Regions from separate parts of the Sus scrofa genome. Here region 1 is linked to region 2. A link is a contact called in public Hi-C data. All regions are on one chromosome and are shown on one strand. The core of a region is the stretch at or near the end of the contact, and the rest is flanking DNA. Distances in the headings are between cores, read along the strand shown.

Region 1 (2,903 bases), core at 23-2,522, 610 kb after region 2:
GTACAATAAAGCTTTTCAGAGGCTTCATGATGTGTGATGATGTCATCACTCTGACAGCTAACTGAATGTGTGCTTATGGATTCTTTTTAATTTGATCTTTTTTTCTTTCAGTTTTATTGAGACATAATTAACATACGGTGCTGTATAAGTTTATGGTGTAGAGCATAATAAATTGACATATATATCATGAAATTATTACAATAAATTTAGTGAACATCCATTATTTCATATAGATACAAAAGAAAAAAAATTTTCCTCACGATGAGAATTTAGGATTTATCTCTTAACTTTCATTGCATTGTAGCAGCTGCAGCTCGGATTCAATCCCTGGCCAGGCAAACTTACATATGCATGGATGCAGCCATAAAATTAAAAAAAATAAAAAAGGATAGGAAAAGATATACTATGCTAACAATCAGTGGTTATATTAATATCAGGTAAGATAAATAAAAATAAAAGAATAAAGAGAATCATTTTTTAATAGTATGGGGTCAATATAAGAGGATATAACAAGCCTAAATATTTATACATCTAATAACAGAACTTCAAAATACACGAAACAAGACCTGACAGAAGTAAAAGGAGAAACAGACAAATCCACAATTATAGTTGGAGATTTTAACATCTTCTGTCAGGTAATTCCTGTTGGTAATTCAAGAGATCTTTTTCACTTGCTGTATGACTAGTTTGGAATGGGCCAAAAGTGAGTAGGTGCACAGGTGAAACGCGTGCCTAGAATTTTTTTAAAAGTATCATAGAAGACTTTAATCCTATACCCACCCAGTAGTACCATGGTATTGTTATTAATCATTTCTGTCCGAATATGAGATACTTAGCATAAGGATTTTGATCTTCTGCAAATTATCCTGAGCCAGATATACGCAAACGGAATATCTCAGGGGAAAAAAAAAATCCATAGCCTAGGGCAGTGGTTTTCAAACCAGAGTGTCAGAATTAGCTCGAGGGCTCCTTAAAATTCAGATTGCTGGGCCCCATCCCAGAGTTTCTGATTTGGTAGGTGTGAAATAGGGTGGGAAATTTTGCATTTCTAACAAATTCCTGGATGGTGCCAATGCTGCTGGCCCCAGGACCACACTCTGGGAATCACTGGCCTAGAATTTTGTCATTCCTTTCTTCCCACCGGTGTGGAGGCAGTCCCTCGGTTTTCAAACAATGCCGAAAGCCAAGCCCGAACAACCTGGCACCCAGCTGCACCAAGCAATTGAAAATACGAACCCAGCGGGTAGGCGGGTTCCAGGCCGCCTAAGGCCGCGCGAGAGTTCACGTAACGACGCTCTTACCTGCGTCAGCGTCACGTCGGCGTCGGCCACGTTCAGCGGAGACGGGAGCAAGATGGCGATTCCGGGCAGGCAGTGAGTGATCCGGGAGTTAGGGTTAGGCTGGGAAGTGAGACACCACGGCGACTGTGACTTTGGCCGAGGAGTAAAAATGCGCTGGAAGTGAAGGGGCTGTGTCGTCAGGGATAGAGACGGGGAAAAGCGAGAAATTCTGAGGAACATATATTCCCATCCCCCCCCACATTTTCCAGGATGGAAGCCCGAAGTTTGAGGGAGAAACTTGTGAGGAAATAAAGAAAGTTAGGCTGAGGGGCAGAGAGCGAGACTTTTCTATTTTCCAAAAGCTCGGTCTGAGGCCCCTCAGTCTTGCTTCCTACCCCGCGCTTGAGTTTCTCCCCGGTTGGATGCTTTCAGGGGTAATGAGAAGAGACAATTCCTGGCTTTCTTATAGGGCCTTGTTCTCCTTGGCAACTCAAGTTCTGATTCCCGCCCTCCCTTCTCGGTTTAGGAATGTTGTGCTGAGAAGCCACAGAAAAGGGTAGGCATATAGGAAATTGGGGCATATATTGCCGCAAAAGAGAAATGTTATATCTTCTTGCAAGTTTTACTTTTGATGTACAATCCTCAATTTGGATACGGCTTCCCGTGGTTTCTGTATCTTAAAGGCCAACGTGAGAAACTAAATGAGTTGTATCTGATGGGATGGTACTTTCAGGTGCTCCAAGACAAAGCAAGTGGGCTTAATAAAGGGTAATGGGAATTTGCCCATGGCTGTTTGGGTTTCTCAGTTAATGTAACCTTCAAAAGTTTTTCCATGGGTGACATTAACCTTTATCCAATAACTTCTTTAAAATTGTGTGAGCACTCAGTAGGGGAGAAAATAATTTTTTTTCTTTACTCTTGTTAGACCACGAGGATACTTTAGAGTGTTTTTCTTTGTAGTGGACATCAGCTGAGCTTTCCACTAACATGTTCTTTTTAAAATCTTACTATCATTTCACCATATAAAACATTTCTGAACTCTTCATTCACTTCTTTGGTTAAAATGGTATTTTGATTTTGGCCGGTGACCACAAGTAATCATTTAGAGTAATAATTATAAAATCTTAGCGCATATTAGAACTCTGAGATGGTTGAAAATGAGAACCAGTGTTATATGTTCCTAGACTATATAACATGTTTTGACTTGGTAGTTACATCTGAAAGAGATAGTGGATGTATTATTTTTTAAAGTTTAAACATAATGGTGTAATTTCTATTTTAAAAAAAATATATGCAGGTATGGGCTTATTTTGCCAAAGAAAGCACAGCAGTTGCACCCTGTTTTGCAAAAACCTTCAGTGTTTGGGAATGATTCTGATGATGATGATGAGGTAAGGGAACCTATGTTTTTCTACCGCATTGTTGGAAATATATATTTTTTTAAAAAATTGAACTTGTGAATTTGATGTCTTTGCTTGCTTTAGTTGTCAATACAGTATATCTAGAATATTATTTACACAATTATCAAAAATAATATTTAAAGAAGAAAGCACTGTTTTTTTTGATACATGAATAATTAAGAGATTTTCTTTTCTGAAGCTAAGAATTTATTTATAAGCAGTT
Region 2 (2,957 bases), core at 299-2,798:
GAACTCCAGGACGCAGGTTTGATCCCTGGCCTCACTCAGCGGGTTAAGGATTTGGTGTTGCCTTGAGTTGTGGTGTAGTTCACAGACACGGCTTGTATCTGACGTTGTCTGGTGTTGCCTTGGCTGTTGCATAGACAGCAGCTGCAGTTCTGATTCGACCCTTAGCCCAGGAACGTCCATGTGCTGCACCTGCTGTAAAAGAGGTGAAAAAAGGAGCAGGTGGAGGAAGAGGGGCTCCAGATGCAGGAAAGGAGAAATAACTGGTCTTGAGTGGTGCTGCGAAGAGGTACACACGTTTCAAGATGGAAGGAGTAACAACTATGTCAAATATTGTAGCTATCGAGAAGGAAGGCATTAAAATGACTCCATTAGACATAGCAACTAGGAGGTCACTCTTGACCTTGGCAAATCAAATTCTTAATTTTTGATAGAGGTGGGAAGATAGACAACTTTTTCAAGAACTTGTCTGTGGAGGAGAGGTGAAGATTGTAATCTTTCTTTTTCCCTCAAAGAAGGAGAAAGCAGGGCATTTTTTTATGCTCAGGAGAAGTCGCCATTTGAGAATTGTTGACAATGTAGGTGAAAAGAGGAATGACTGACAAAACAAGGACCCTTACTAGGAGAGGGAACATTTAAAACAAATTAAATATATATCCTACTGAAGCAGAGAGCTTGCTTTTTCTCACCACTGCCAGGGTACTTTCCTAGTTTACTGTAACTTTCAATAACTGTTCTGGAGTACATTTTCACTCATAAGCCCCACACGACATGTATTTATCTCAGTTGTTTTACTGATTGATGAACCAAATTTTTTTTTTTTTTATGACTGCTCCTTAGGTATTCCTTTTGGTTCCTGAATAAAATTGCTCTGTTTGCAATCCACTGAAGGGGTTTTCCCCTTAAAAAAAAAAAAAGTTTTTTACTACAAGAATGAGAAGCACTACCTCTTCCCTTAGGACTCTAGCTTGTTTACTGCTCTTGTCACTCAACCTACTCAAGCAATTCACAAAAACTTTTCAAGAATTTGTCCCTTTCCTACCATCCCTAACATATAGGATGGTTTACATCTGTATTTACAACTCTTATTACCATTCCAGAAATTATTATAAACTTATAGAATCTGAAATACTCAATTATATATTGATTACGCTGACCAGTCAACCCCTGAATTCCACAGAGGACAAGAACTAAGGTGTGTAAAAATGGGATATTCAACGTGTCAGGGCAAATTTCTCAAGCGCGGGGTTAGTGGGGAGGGCGGGGGGCGGGTATTTTGGAAGTGGGAAAAGCAAAGGAGGAGAGCAGATAAGCTCTTCTTTCTTAGATTTCAGGGTGAAATGAATACACCTGATGCCCGCGTGAGAGAAGAACTCTGCCAGCTGAGTGAAATTGGGCTGGACAGAGGCTGGAAGTCGGAGCTACTCGTGAGACTCCGCCCAGTGTAAGCACTCGCGCGCTCCCGTCTTGTCTCGCGCAGGGTCGGGTCTGTCAGGCGGGAAATCTCGCGAGATCGGAGACTGGGATGACTGTCGGGAGGAGGGGAGTGGTGTTGGGGAAGGGGGGAATCTGGGCAGCGGCCGGGCTCTGTGGCTTCAGGGCTCGGAGAGAGAGAGGGAGGGTGGCTAAGAGAGTGAGTCTGTGCTGCCAACCGCCTAAGAAGAGAGGAGGGGTCCCGCCTGCCTGCGCCCTTCGCGGGCCGAGAGCGCGAGGCACCCGCGAACCTTTGAGGCCTCAGGCCCCTGGGGACCCCGCCCCGCCGCCGGCCGGCCGGCCCGTGGCCTCTCTTCCCTTTGTGAGCGCCCCCTTCCCAGGGGTGGTGGTGGTAGTGGAGGGTTGTGCCTCGGCCCGCCCGCCGAGGGGCCGCGGCGGGGAACCGAGAGGGCCTCGGCTGTGTGAGGACAGGAGGCGGCCGAGGCCCGAGCCGGTTCCCCGGAGGCGGCGGCGGCGGCTCCCGGCACTTCCCCGCGCCATCTTAGCTGAGCCTAAGCGCTGAGGGCGCCTCCTCGACCCCGGTCGTCCCCTCGCCCCCCCCCCCCCGCCCCTCGTCGCAGAGCTAGGGCTGGGCGGCTTGCTGGGGCTCCGGGGGGGGGGGGGCGGCAGTCTGTCGCCTGGCCCCCTCCTCCTCCTCCTCACTCCTCGAGCTCCAGCGCAGCGGCTACCCAAGCGCTGCAGGGGGCTACGCCTGCCTACTCCGCCCCAGACCTGTCGGCTAAAGGGTAAGGGCACCTCTGCTCTGGGAAAGGGAGACATGGAGGGGGCGGGGAAATTCGGCCCACTCTGGCCGCGGCGCGGAAGAGGGGATGTGGGGGTGGGGTGGGGGAGGGAGACAAGGAGGGTCTGTGATTCTGTGGGTGGGGTGAAGAAGCTGGTGAGCTGGGCGCCCTCCCGTTTGGAGGGGCTAGAGCAATTACTTTCCTCTTTCCTGAGGGTCACCGGAAGGGGGTGGTGGAAGGAGCCGTCTCGAGGAAGGTGTGGCCCTCCTAGGGAGACTGGGTTGATGTGCACCCCGATTTAAAGGCGCGAGGTCCTTTTCCCTTCTGATCCCTCTGCTCCTCCCTCTCCTCCTTTGTAGTGTCTGTGTATTCCTGGGAAGGGAGACTGCTCAAGGTAGCCTACTGGGTGGATTCCCACACATCCACCCCCACAGGAAATCTGTACCCGTCTTCTGTAGGGGTGATGGAAGCATTTCTTTCCCTGTACCTTTCCCCATCCTTTAGTGTACTGCAATGCTGCAGAAGTCCAAGGCAGTTTCTTCATACACAGGCCCATGTATATACTGAAGGGAGAGGGAGCAGGAGAGGGAAGTAATGGCGCTTCCCTTGCAAAGGTTATCCCTCTTCCTTTGGTTTTAAATCCTTAATAGTACCGGTATAATTCTGAGATCTGTCCCTGGGAAATATATCTGTTACTGTTGGGGGATATGGCCTCTCAGAGAGGCGCTGCCGGTTTAGAGTTTT

What was found. Hi-C and Micro-C count contacts between places; a contact is called where the count stands out from the background.
Region 1: a Hi-C map of epiblast stem cells shows a contact between it and region 2, with 2.6 times the contacts expected there. The contact joins the promoter of NSRP1 here to the promoter of TAOK1 in region 2. A contact is called at or near these places in 1 of 5 promoter capture datasets (fetal liver) and 1 of 47 Hi-C or Micro-C datasets (epiblast stem cells).

Annotation. Positions count from the first base shown.
Region 1 is chr12:46,209,930-46,212,832 of Sscrofa11.1, forward strand. NSRP1 (nuclear speckle splicing regulatory protein 1) reads left to right here and starts at 1,273. Exons shown (of 7, transcript XM_003131784.6): 1 at 1,273-1,373; 2 at 2,578-2,671. The coding sequence starts at 1,354. MIR423 (microRNA 423) reads left to right here and starts at 1,596; the gene lies at 1,596-1,675.
Region 2 is chr12:45,595,519-45,598,475 of Sscrofa11.1, forward strand. It overlaps TAOK1 (serine/threonine-protein kinase TAO1), which reads left to right and starts at 1,549. Exons shown (of 20, transcript XM_003483075.4): 1 at 1,549-2,216.